2 separate regions of the Sus scrofa genome follow, and region 1 is linked to region 2. The links are chromatin contacts, called in public HiChIP or PLAC-seq maps. All regions are on one chromosome and are shown on one strand. The core of a region is the stretch at or near the end of the contact, and the rest is flanking DNA. Distances in the headings are between cores, read along the strand shown. Region 1 holds the start of SNX11 (sorting nexin-11). Region 2 holds the start of CDK5RAP3 (CDK5 regulatory subunit-associated protein 3).

The links. HiChIP or PLAC-seq counts read pairs in DNA pulled down with a chosen protein or histone mark.
Region 1: an H3K27ac HiChIP or PLAC-seq map of alveolar macrophages shows a contact between it and region 2. The contact joins the promoter of SNX11 here to the promoter of CDK5RAP3 in region 2. A contact is called at or near these places in 1 of 5 promoter capture datasets (fetal skeletal muscle), 7 of 47 Hi-C or Micro-C datasets (embryonic fibroblasts, epiblast stem cells, fetal skeletal muscle and 4 more) and 1 of 2 datasets of contacts at active chromatin or transcription factors (alveolar macrophages).

Annotation. Positions count from the first base shown.
Region 1 is chr12:24,347,586-24,354,420 of Sscrofa11.1, forward strand. It overlaps SNX11 (sorting nexin-11), which reads left to right and starts at 3,695. Exons shown (of 7, transcript XM_021067103.1): 1 at 3,695-3,859; 2 at 5,939-5,998. CBX1 (chromobox protein homolog 1) reads right to left here and starts at 3,472. Exons shown (of 5, transcript XM_021067108.1): 1 at 3,236-3,472.
Region 2 is chr12:24,219,608-24,226,139 of Sscrofa11.1, forward strand. It overlaps CDK5RAP3 (CDK5 regulatory subunit-associated protein 3), which reads left to right and starts at 4,655. Exons shown (of 14, transcript XM_021067091.1): 1 at 4,655-4,780; 2 at 5,004-5,049. The coding sequence starts at 4,775.

The DNA of each region.
Region 1 (6,835 bases), core at 2,445-4,944, 130 kb after region 2:
ATGAGCTGAACAAGCTGTTTTTTTTTTAAGAATAGCATTTTTTTTTTGTCTTTTTAGGGCCACACCTGAGGCATGTGGAGGTTCCCAGGCAAGGGGTTGAATCAGAGCTGTAGCCTCTGGCCTACACCACAGCCACAACGACGAAGGATCTGTGACCCACATTACAGCTCACAACAATGCCAGATCCTTAACTCACTGAGCGAGGCCAGGGATCGAACCTGCGTCTTCATGGATGCTAGTCAGATTCATTTCCACTGAGCCATGACGAGAACTCCTAGAATACCACTTTTATTTGAAAGAAAAATTGTGGTTATTTGACTTGGATATCTGAACAAAGTGAACCTGCGACTTAGAGGAAAATGATTGAAAGAAAGTATTTTTGCCCATGACAAAATTTGAGCTTTTGGAGTTCCAATCGTGGCTCAGCAGAAACGAATCTGATTAGTATCCACAAGGACGCAGGTTCGATCCCTGGCCTCACTCAGTGGGTTAAGGATCTGGTGTTGCTGTGAGCTATGGTGTAAGTCACAGATGAGGCTGGGATCTGGCGTTGCTGTGGCTGTGGTGTAGGCCAGTAGCTACAGCTCCAATTGGACCCCTAGCCTGGGAACCTCTATATGCCAAGAGTGGGGCCCTAAAAAGACCAAAAAAAACAGAGAGAGATAGAGAGCTTTCAAGCAAAAATTATAAATTTGGAAGATGTGGTGAGGCAGAATATGCCACCCCTAAATATGGCACTTTGGCATGTGGATTATTTTGAGCTGAACGCAGTAGCAGACTTAGGGAAAACTTTTCTTTCTTTCTTTTTTTTTTTTATTTTTAGGACCTAACCTGTGGCATATGGAAGTTCCAGGGTCAAGGGTCAAAAAGGAGCTGCAGAACTTGTTCCCTCTGAGTTCTTTTTTTATTTGTTGTGTGACTTGGTCTTTGTCTTTTCTTTTCCCTAGTTTTCAGGCTAGGGAATTGGAGCTGCAGCTGCCTACGCTGCAGCCACAGCAACGTCAGATCTGAGCCGCATCTGGGACCTACACCACAGCTTGTGGCAATGCTGGATCCTTAACCCATTGAGTGAGGCCAGGGATTGAACCTGCATCCTCGCTGACACTGTGTCAGGTTCTTAACCCACTGAGCCACAAGAGGAACTCCAGGGAAAACTTTCACTTCTCCCTAACTATCTTAAAGAATGGAGGCAGGGGACTTGTACCAGAAAAAGAGCTACTACCAGAGATAACTTTTTTTATCTGAACGACTTATCAGGATGACTAGGCAAACTTTTTTTTTTCCCTTCATCTGTGGCATGTGGAAGTTCCTGGGTCAGGGATCAAACCTGTACTGCAGTTGCTGCCTGTGCCAGAGCTGAGGCAACGCTGGATCCTTAACCCACTGTGCCACAAGGGAACTTCCTGGGCAAACTTCTAATTACCAAACACCTGCTCTCCTTCTAGTCCTGTGAATTGCCCTACCCTACTTTGAAGCCCCAGGCTCCTAGCCCAGTCTTCAGCTCAAGATGGCATATGAGTCTCCACTGCCTAACTTGCCCTTGGGTATCATTTTTATGGGGCTCCTCTAAGTACAAAATTGTTTTTTCTCCTGTTAATTTGTCTTACTTCAGCCAAAGAACCTAGAAAAGAAGGGAAAACTTTTCTGCCATTATAGGAAAATGAAGTATTCACCAGTGAGCTTGATGGCAACTTTGCAAGACTGATGAATTCAGTGATGCTTTTAATAAATGTGACTTTTTTTTTTTTTTGGCTTTTAGGGGTCGCACTCGCGGCATGTGGAGGTTCCCAGGCTAGGGGTCCAATCGGAGCTAGTTGCCAGCCTACACCACAGTTCACAGCAACACCAGATCCTTAACCCACTGAGTGAGGCCAGAGATTGAACCCACAACCTCATGGTTCCTAGTCAGATTCGTTTCCACTGTGCCACCATGACGGGAACCCCTTAAATGTGATTTTTAATCACATTTTAATAAACGTGATATTTAAAATACTGAAAAGTGGAATTCCCGTGGTGGCGCAGTGGTTAATGAATCTGACTAGGAACCATGAGGTTGCGGGTTCGATCCCTGCCCTTGCTCAGTGGGTTAATGATCCGGCGTTGCCATGAGCTGTGGTGTAGGTCACAGACATGGCTCGGATCCTGCGTTGCTGTGGCTCTGGTGTAGGCTGGCAGCTACAGCTCCGATTCGACCCCTAGCCTGGGAACCTCCATATGCCGAGGGAGCGGCCCAAGAAATGGCAAAAAGACAAAAAAAAAAAAAAACTGAAAAGTGAAATACATTAATATTTGGAAGATCTACATTACTCAGAAAACCAGTATTTTCCAAATGGTTTCAGATTTCCCATTGCAACTAACCTTAAAGAAACTACCATTTAGAGTTCCCTTGTGGAGCAGTGGGTTAAGGGCCTGGTGTGTCACTGTAGTGGCCCCAATTGCTTCTGTGGCAATGGTTTGATCCCTGGCCTGGGGAACTTCCACATGTTGTGGGTGAGGCCAAAAAAGAAAAAGAAAAAAAAATTACAATTTGATGAGTTTTGCTAGTATACAATAAGAGTATCCACAATTATCGAAGGCTAAAGATACTTCTCCCTTGTCATCTATGTACCTGTGTAAGACCAGATTTTCTTCATTTCCTAGTCCAAAACAAAATCACAAGAGAGAATGGGGAAGCTAATACAAGAATTCAGCTGTCTTCTATTATGCCAAACATGAAAGAGATTTGCAAAATGGTAATAGAATAACATTCTACTCGATAATTTTTTTGGGTTTTGGAAAGTGTAGTTATATTTCATAAAATAAATTACGTTCACATGTAATGGTTTGTTATTAGTTTTAGGTGAATAGATACGTTTTTCTAATTTCTCAGTTTTAATTTCTAATCCGGTGAACATCCCACATAAACAAAAGCTCTTTGGGGTCCTTAAATATTTGTAAGAATGTAAAGGGATCCTGAGACCAACAAGTTTGAGAAAAGCTGCTTTGGGGTACGTGGACCTTACCTTATGAGATTTCTCCACCTTACAGAAGAGGAACTTAAGACATAAAGATTTAAGATCACACGGTCAGCGTAGTGCTGGTCATTGTACCCAGGTCTTTAAACTCCAGAGCTCGTATTTGCGACTGCAACTTTTCCCTTGATATTAGCTTTTCTAAAATTATTTTTAAGCAGATAGTTAAAAGGCATTTCAACAACATAAACATCGTAGTCAATGTATTTTTCTTTCTTACTAACTGGCTGGACGATCTTTCCTAGGGCTTGCTCCGCAAGTGAAACCGGTGTTTGCTGCAAAGTCCTCAGCCGGTTTTCGCTCCGACAATCTGGTCTTCGAATCTGAGTTGGTGTTTCCTTGGTAAAGCCGGGGAACTGGAGCCAGGGTTCACATGGGGACTCGCCCAGGCTCAGCGAGGTTCCCACGCTTTGGACTCTGCCACACTCTAGACCGCTGATCATCCCTTCACACTCTGCCCCGGGACCCACTTTGGGATGTTTCGGGGTTGTTCCTTGGCCACTGATTGGCTGGGCCTGACAACGATGGGTGGGATGCGGCTCTGGATTGGACGTCAGAGCCTCTTGTCTCCCCACGCCCACGTCCACCCTGCAGCCTCCCAGGGGAGAGGTAGGAATAGCTACTCCAGCAGTGGCCAGCGCTGGGCGGAGCGCACCGCCGGGGCGAGGCTGCCACTGAGAGCCCGGGCCTGCGGGGCGGGGCGTCTGGGCACCCGGGATTGGCGCGCCGGCAACTTTCTCCCGTCGTGCATCGGGGCGCCGGCAGCTCACCCGGAAGGAGAAGCCGGGACTCTGACTATATGTTGGGCTGTCAGCGGTGTCGTTGTGGGGAGTGGGCGCTGCTTTCAGGTGAGGGGGAGTGGGCGGGTCCGCGGGGAGTGGGTGCTGCTGTCAGGTGAAGGGGCGTGGGCTCTGGTCTTAGGTAAGGCCTGCAGGCTTGAGCGTCAGCAGTGGCGCTTAGGGTGGGGACCTTGCTGGACATCCTGAGGAAGGAACCGACTCCTCTCCAGAGATGAAGGCAGGGCTAGCTCAGTATCCGAGGAAGGAAACCGGCTTTTCCACTTATTTATAAAGTGTAAAGCATCTTTCCTTCCCACTCCTCAGGCTTAGTAGGCAAAAGGGAGTAAGGACTATGTGGCCTTTTTTGCTCCTAGTTCGTTAGGAACACAGGGGGTGTGGCCGGAGTAAAAGTTTGGAGACTTTTAGCCAAACGCTAGGACTAAGACTAATGACACATATTTTACGAGGACCCAGAAGACTCTTGCACTAGATTGTGGTCGCCTTTGTGTCTCAGCTTGCAAGTGGAGAGAGTGGCAAGTTGCAGATCACCAAAAGATGGAGCATAGCTGCTTGGTTGAGAACAGGCAGAGCTTGGTCAGACAGGAGAGCTCCTTCTACCACCTGTGAGTGTTTCTCCGAAGCAGAGTTTTTGAGTTGCCATCTGGCACCAAGAGCTGAAGGCTGAGTAAGCAAGGATGAGCGTCTTGGTGGCTCAGTATACTTTTTATCACCTGATTTTTTTTTCTTAACCTGTCTCTTGAAGTAGTTTAAATCTGAGGGAAAATGGTGGAGTTAAAGCCTTGAATTGCTACCTTGAATTGTTGAGGCATTGGAAAGCTTTACAAGGAATCTACCCTATAAACAAACTGGGTTTTCCTTGGAGGTCCTGGGAAAAGCAAAGGAAAACTTCAAATGTGATTGTAGGGTCGCAGGAAGCTACACTTCCTGGTGCTGGTGCCAAGTAAGTAGCTGAAACTATACTTAGTCAGATGACACATGGATCCATCTCCTAGATCATGGAGCTAAAATTAAGAACTTCCTTCTTCCCTCCAAGGGCTGAAATGAGCTTTATTTCCTCCTAAGGAGTGCACAGGGAGGAAGCTGATGGAGAATAGTAGTTGCTGAAAATTATTACTTGAAGTCTAGGTTTTTGTGGCCCCGTTGTTTCTAAGGAAAGTTACCATTGAAACTTTCTTAGTGCTTTGTGAACTTAGACTTAAGTTTATACCATCTTGGAGATCCTAGGATTTTTAAAGCCAGTTTATAGCTTTTAGTTTCTAAGTGGTATGATTCCCAAAGGAAAGGAGGGGAACTTGCTTTTGGAGGTGGTTCAGAGTCCTAGGCAAACTCTTCTTGAGCCTGAGAGTGATGACCATTAAGTTACTAAACTATGGTCCTGAATTTGGGAAACCTTTCAAGGCATTGTGGATGTTCGAGCTCTTCTGAGTGTGTGGATTTCCTTGTTAGCATCTCTCCTGTTGTTCCTTTTGTAGGAAAAACGGTTCAGTGTATTTAACTGTCTGCTCCTGTGCTGGTAATTAACCAATGCCTGAAAAGAGAAAAGAAAAGATGTTTCGTTTTAATATGAGGAGATTAGTTGTTCACAGTGAGTTGGCCTGCCTTTTTGGGTCACAGCCACTTGACTGCTTACATGCAGGACTGCTTACATGCATCAGTGGCCATGGAACTGGACAGTCCTGCCTTCCAGTTCAGGACTCTTTGGCGGTAGTGACCGCATCAAATGAAAAATCAGAATGTCAGCATGAATACTGTTAAAGATGATATCTCAATCACAAAATTTCCTGTTTGTTCAGCTCTATAGCCCAATTTTGGTGTATATCATGCAGTTTAATCTCTGCATGCAGTGCCGGTGTGTGGCGAGCCCTTCTGGTATACCGGAAAGGATTGGAAAAGCTGTGTGCTTTGCTAATTTTGTGGCGTAAATGAGTTCCCCTTCTCTTGAAATGTTAGCCTTGTGTTAGCACAACATAAAATAGAAGGAAACTCATTACACGCTCTTCTAATGGTAAGGCAGAACTAATAAGAGAATGTGTTTAAAATTAATTGTGGGACTGTAAAAACGAGTGGGTGTGTGAATGGGCATGAGGGGAGGAGAGGGAGAGCTTAGCGATAGTCTTGTTTTCCCAGGAGCCAGCCCGGATCATTTGTTGGCAGTACATATTGGCTGAAGTCAGTTTTCATTTCAAGGTAAATTGGAAAGGGAAATTAAACCTTATTGTTCCGCTCTTAAGAGAGGAGAAGGGGGTGGAGGCGGCAGCCAGAGTGGATGCTGTTGGAGTGGTTCTAGGAGTAACAAGATTAGTGCTGTATTTTAACAGAAGGTGACATCATGGGCCCCTTTGGACTTGAGTAACCCTGTGCTGCAGCCTTCATGGTCCCCTTGTCGGAGTGGGCGATGTCGCTGCACATGTAAACTGCCACATTGGGGGAAATCAGTGGCTTAGGCTTTAATGAATCTTTGCAAAGGAGCGGAAAACATCCTGAGTCGACCTGTGCAGCTGTGGGGTGCTTGGGCAGAGGTGCAAACCGCATATCGAGAGAGGAAATGATTAGAACCATTGGCTTGGGTTCCAGAGATTGGATTAGATAAGGGAAGGTCATTGCTGGGCAGCCCGCTCAGGTGCCCCCGGAACTCTCTGACCCTGAGAGGTACCTTCGGGGGCGGGTGTGTGTGTGTGTGACTGTGCTTAGCAAGACAAAAGATAGACTTAGGAGCTTTGGTGTGTGTGTGCGGTTTTGGTTGTCTCTAGATAGCCAGAAGGGGGCGATGTCGGGCTCACTTAGAGAGCTGTGCTGTGTGCGCCCACAGACACTGCTGGGCATCGCTGGTGTTTTCAGGCAGAAAGCTTTTAGAGCCCACCTGCCTGTTCTGGCTGCCTGAGAGGACATTGTGCAGACCTGAACGTGCTTTTTAGCTAGAGGCGGCTTGGGTCAGGGTCTCCACCAGGGACTAAGAAGGGAGGCAAATCCCACAGGGCTTTTAGCTTGGCACCACGCTTCTGTGGGGGGGATTTTTTTTGCTTC
Region 2 (6,532 bases), core at 3,405-5,904:
CGGGGCGTGGTAAGAAAGAACTTTGGAAAAGGGCAGGGGCTATGAGGGTGGGGCTTCTAGGTGTCTGACACAACAACTGGAGAGAAAGAGGGAATCGGGCCAAAGGCCTGTGGCTGTGGTGGCCGAGCTGCATGACTGGAGCAGGCGGGGCCGCCCAAGAAGCCAAATCCACAGAGAAAATGAGAAGGCAGCCTGGGGAGCCAGAGAGGCCTGTGTTTGAATCCCAGGCTCACAACTACCACCTGCATCAGGATCCTGGACGAGCTACTTAATTGCCTAAGCTTTGGCTCCCTGGTCTTTACAATCTGGCTAATAATAGTACCCACATTGTAAGTTTGTTGGAAGGATCAAATTAGATAATCCTTGTAAAACATTTCCATCTATACTGGTACGTGGCATGTGACTATCACTTTATTTTATTTTTTAGTCTTTTTTTTTTTTTTTTTTTTTTGGTCTTTTTAGGGCCACACCCACAGCATATGGAGGTTCCCAGGCTAGGGGTCAAATCAGAGCTATAGCTGCGGGCCTACGCCACAGCCACAGCAACTCGGGATCCAAGCCTCATCTGCGACCTACACCATAGCTCATAGCAATGCTGGATCCTTAACCCACTGAGCGAGGCCAGGATCGAACCCACAACCTCATGGTTCCTAGTCGGATTCATTTCCGCTGCATCACGAGGGGAACTCCGATGATTATCACTTTAAAAGCAAGCTAACAATAACAACAACAACAAAGGATGGTCAGGCAGCTTGCACACACAGCACTCCGGGGCTCTGCGCTTTCCCATCCAAAGCCATCACAGGCCTGCTCTGTCCTTCCTCACCTTCCCCTGTGCTGCCCCTCCCCAGACAGTGTCCCACCTGCTAAAGCAGCAGAGAATTGAGAGATTCACAGTCAGAAGCCGCTACATCCTTCTCCCTGGCACCTTCCAGATGGTGGGAGTCCAAGGACCTTGATGCCTTCCATGCCTGACCACTCGTGCGCTTCTCTGCCCTGAGGTTCTTTGTGGCCTTGGAAGAGGACAAACAGTGCAGATACTGTGCGAACGCCACACTCCTATGCTCTCTGGGGCCACTACCCTGAGGCCAGCAGCTGGGCAGAACTGTTCTCAAACATCACATCGTGGGAGTTCCCATCGTGGCTCAGAGGAAACGAATCTGACTAGTATCCATGAGGACACAGGTTCAATCCCTGGCCTCACTCAGTGGGTTAAGGATCTGGCATTGCCATGAGCTGTGGTGTAGGTGGTAGACGCAGCTCAGATGTGTTGTTGCTGTGGCTGTGGTGTAGGCCAGCGGCCACAGCTCCAATTCTAGCCCTAGCCTGGGAACCTCCATATGCCATGGGTGCAGCCAACACCCCCCCAAAAAAACCCATCAACATCGTTCTATTCCATGTGAGTCACTGGGGTGCTGTGGCGGGACGGGGGGGTGGGGTGGGTGGGGTGAAGTGCTGGTGGTCTCTGCCTCCACCAACTCACCAGGGCTGAGCCTTCCAGATTCATCCTGCCCTGCCCTGCCTGTTGGTTCAAGGAGGAGAGATGCACCTGGAGGGTGGAGCAGGGCCATGATTCTTGGGATGTCTCAGGGAGCCAGGAACACATACTTGGAGCCCAGTAAGGGTTTGTTTAATCATGGGGGAGCCTCAGTAATTCCTAGAGCCTGAGTCAGGACTCTGAGATGGGAGCCAAATTCCCATGAGAGAGTCCCAAAGAGGCCCTTCATTCTGCCCTATGCGCCATTTTAGGGAAGTATTTTCAACCTATTCTACAGCAATAATGATTAACGCATTATTACACACACACAGAGTTTGCAAATAATGAGAAAATATACGAAAGCATGTTGTAAACTGCCAAGAGTTATGTGCATCTAGCATGTTTATTTATTTAGGGCTGCGAACAGAAAATACCCTGAGATGGTCAGGATAGGTGTTATCCCCATTGAGGAAACCATGGCTGGCAGAGAGCTTATGGAAATGGTCCAGGATCTCACTGGGCAGGAATCTAGGTCTTCTCAGTGCCTATCCCATCACGCAGTTTGATAAAAAACTTACTGAGGAGTACCCGTGGTGGCTCAGCAAAAACAAATCCAACTAGGAGTTCCCGTGGTGGCACAGTGGTTAACGAATCCGACTAGGAACCATGAGGTTGCGGGTTTGGTCCCTGCCCTTGCTCAGTGTGTTGACGATCCGGCGTTGCCGTGAGCTGTGGTGTGGGTTACAGAGGCAGCTCGGATCCCACGTTGCTGTAGCTCTGGCGTAGGCCAGAGGCTACAGCTCCGATTGGACCCCTAGCCTGGGAACCTCCATATGACGCAGGAGCAACCCAAGAAATAGCAAAAAAGACAAGAAAAAAAAAAAAAAACCCAACTAGTATCCATGAGGAGGTGGGTTCAATCCCTGGCCTGACTCAGTGGGTTAAGGACCCATCGTCCCCATAACCTATGGTGTAGGTTGTAGGCATGGCTCCTATTTAGTGTTGCTGTGGCTGTGGTGTAGCCCAGCAGCTATAGCTCTGATTTGACCACCTAGCCTGGGAACCTCCATATGCCACACGTGTGGCCCTAAAAAAACCCCAAAACCAAAAAAAAAAAAAAAAAAACCCAACTTACTGAGCCCCAAGTGATGCTCGGGGCAAAGAGGGGGAGGGGAGTCATTTAGAAAAACCCAGGCAGAGCCTCCTGGAGGAGTTAACAACCTGGAAAGGGGTGGGGGGTGCAAATTGCACACCCAGCCCTGTGAGATCCTCAGCCCACCCTCTCTCCTCAGCCTACACGCCTCTTGCCCAGTCTCACACCCTCTCCCAGCTTCAGCCACCACCTGGACCACAAATCTGTCAGCCTGTGGCTCTCCAAAGCTGTGGCCCCAGTCCCTGAACTCCAAAGCTGCCAACCCAAGCGCCTCTTGCCCACTTTCTCACCTGGGGGTCTCCCAGGGCCACTAGCCCCACAATTTAAAAGCTGAGGTACCCTCCTCAACTCCTGCTCAGCATCCTGCATCCCTGTCCTAGGTGGGGGCACTCCCATCCAACCACCTCTGTGTCATCTTCTTTTTTTTTTTTTTTCTTTTTAGGGCTACACCTGCGGCATATGGAGGTTCCCAGGCCAGGGGTCAAATCAGAGCTGCAGCTGCCAGCCCATGCCACAGACGGAGCAACACAGGATCCGAACAGTGTCTGCAACCTACACCACAGCTCACAGTAATGCCAGATCCTTAATCCACTGAGCGAGGCCAGGGATTGAACCCACAACTTCATGGTTCCTAGTCGGATTCGTTTCTGCTGTGTCACGACAGGAACTCTGCCTCTGTGTCATCCTTGCTGTTCCAGTCCCCAAACCCACACAGCCAATCAACTGCCATTTTCCTCCAAAACATCTCAAATCCAGCCTTCTCTTCCTCCTAGTGCCTCTGTCCCAGGTGAACCCTGAACTCCTGTCTAATAACCTCCTGACAGTTTCCCAGTCTTATCTCCCACAAATCCATCTTCTGTGCAGCCAACCTGTATACGTTCCTCCCTGCCTCAAGCCTCAAACCCTTAAAACCCTCCAGTGGTTCTTCTCTTTCTGCAGGGGGGAAGTACAAGTTGCTTCCTGAGATCTTTTGATATGCCCCTCACAGGCTTTTTTCTCCAGCCACCCCATGCCTCAAACATTTCACTGCACAGGGGATGGGCTGCCTGGGGGGCTGCCTTCCCGAGTGTGAGACCTAAGCTGTGCCCTCTTGAAATTGTCTATATATATATATATCTTTCTTTTTCTTTTCTTTTCTTTTTTTTTTTTTTGGCTTTTTGCCTTTTCTGGGGCCGCTCCAGCGGTATATGGAGGTTCCCAGGCTAGGGGTCGAATCGGAGCTGTTGCTGCTGGCCTGCGCCAGAGCCACAGCAACGCCAGATCTGAGTCCACGTCTGCGACCTACACCACAGCTCACAACAACGCTGGAAAATTGTCTATATTTTTAAACAAGGGGCTCTGCATTTTCATTTTGCTCTGGTCGCTGACAATCATTTTGCCCGTCTTGCCTGTTTGTTGTCCCCTGCACCCCTCTTATGGTTTGTGGCCTGCATAGTCTCCTCCACCCAGAACACCCCTCCCACATCACCCTTTCTGCAGCTCTTCTTTTAACACTCAATTTAGGTGTTATCTTTGGGATAACAAGCCTCCCTTGAACTTCCTCCCTCCCTCCCGTTATCAGCCCTAACCACACAAGCAGCAGCTGCCCAACAGTTGTCTATTTGATGAACTGAAGGAGAAAGCAATGTGCGACACGTGGCACAAGAGACCTACAAACCATCGATGGACAGTAAAGCAAGGCAAGACGGCAAGGGATTTGCAACAGCCTCCGGGTCACCCTGGGCGGCGCTAGGACCCTGCCCGCAGACGCGTTAATGTTGCGGGGAGGCTTCCTTGCCGGGAGGCTTCCTTGTCTTGTTGGCCGGAAGCGCCTGGAGCCGCTCTAGAGCGCCGCCTACTGGGATCGCGACGCCGCTGCAGCCCTTTCCTGACTCCCCCACCCTTCCCTGGCCGTGAGCCCGCCTCGCGTCTCCTATTGGCCGTCTCCTCTTCTCCCGCCCCTCCCGGGCTCAGCCACTCGGAGCCCCGGGGTGGGTGGGGCTTGAGGCCGGTGGTGTGCGCGCCCCGATTGGCTCAGAGGAAGGCGGTGACGTGGCCGGAGCAGCCCTGTCTGTGCCTAAACTGAAGCTCGGCCACGCTAGATCTGGATTGGTGGTAGGCGGGGCGGGCCCCGGTCGCTGGCCGGAAGCGGAAGTGGAGGAAAGATGCAGGTTTGAAGACAGGAGTTGGAAAAATGGGGGGCTGGTTTGGGACCCCTGGACTCAGTTCAGCCCATCCTTCCCTGATCTGCTTCCCCGGCTCTCTCATGGGCTCAGCCCTCCCCGACTCCTGCGTGGTGGCTCCGCAGGGTGGCGGTTGCGCGGGCGAAATGGAGCAAGCGGCAGGTTCCCTTCCAGCGCTCACGCCCGGTTCCCCCGCGATCTTTCCCGCTAGGACCATCAGCACGTGCCCATCGACATCCAGACCAGCAAGCTGCTCGGTAGGAGGGGTCACCCCGCTCAACCGGCTGTCAGGGGGAGGCCTGGCCCTTTGCCCCATCACCAACAGCTGGAGCCCAGACATCCCAAGGTCCCTGTTCAGACGCTGACCGCTCGCCCTGCTCTGTGCCCGCGTCTGTGCCCAGACCTGCCTCGCTAAGAGGAGCAGGAAGGAACCGTTCATAAAGTCTGTACTCAATCTGCGTCTTCTACCTTAACGTTTGTAACATGTGTTGCCAATCAGATCATTCAGGCGCAGAGAGGCGAAGGGCTTACCTTGAAGATGGTCACCTACTGAGATGTCAGATCTGAAATTAGAACCTAAGTCTGTCAGGCACCAGCATCTATGCTTTTTGTATTATGCCAGAAAAAAAAGCTTTCTCTCCTTTTTTATTTTTACTATTTTCCTTTTTTTTTTTTTTTTTTTTTTTGAGGGCCGTTTGAATGGCATGTGGAGGTTCCCAGGCTAGGGGTCCAATCCGAGCTACAGCTGCCAGCCTACACCACAGCCACAGCAACGCCAGATCCGAGCCACGTCTGCAGCCTACACCACAGCTCATGCCAACACCGGATCCTTAACTCACTGAGTGAGGTCAGGGATCGAACCCACAACCTCATGGTTCCTAGTCGGATTTGTTTTGGCTGCGCCACAACGGAAACTCCGGCACATGTATGCTCTTGATGTATGTGCTTGTTATTGTTTGTGAAAGGGACTGATGAGACAACAACTGTGTATCGAGGGTTTGCGCTCTACCAGGTGCTGTTTTGTGTGCTTGATGTTATGAACATGAAGATCACCACCATTCATTGAGCCCTTGCCATGTGCTAGGTGTTTTACCTTCATTCCCCTTTGTACTCAGTGTCTCTAGCATCTTCATTTTACATGTAGGGAAACTGAGGCACAGAGCGATTGAGGGACTTTGCCCAAGAAAGTTGCTAAATAGCAGCCAAGTCCATCTGACCCCAGAGTCTAGCTCTTAGCTCCTGCCTACTGAAGAAATGTGCTTGGCTGTCATCCACCTATACCCGCTACTAAAAACACGAATCTGGGCCCAGAATCTAGGAGGTCAGTTACCTTAGTATTCATATGTGCAGGATGGTACTTCACTGGTATGATTAGACTGCTGTTATTTAGTCCTTAGGACACTATAGGTGTTAGGGGCTTTGCAGTTCTTCATTCATCTGGTTTGGCATAACCATATTGTATTTTTTTTTTTGTCATGGTTAATCCCAGCCCTGAGGAAGTGGAAGTTAAATAGCAACCTCTGTTGATAGGAAAGATACAATCACTCATGGAAGCAAAAATATTATGGAGAGTTTAGAGTGGCCCAAAGTGGCACATTTTTTTGTTTTGGTTTGGTTTTTGGTTTCTTTGGCCACACCTGTGGCATATGAGGGTTCCCAGGCTAGGGGTCTAATTGGAGCTGTGGCTGCCGGCCTACACCACAGCTCACGGCAATACTGGATCCTTAACCCACTAGTTAA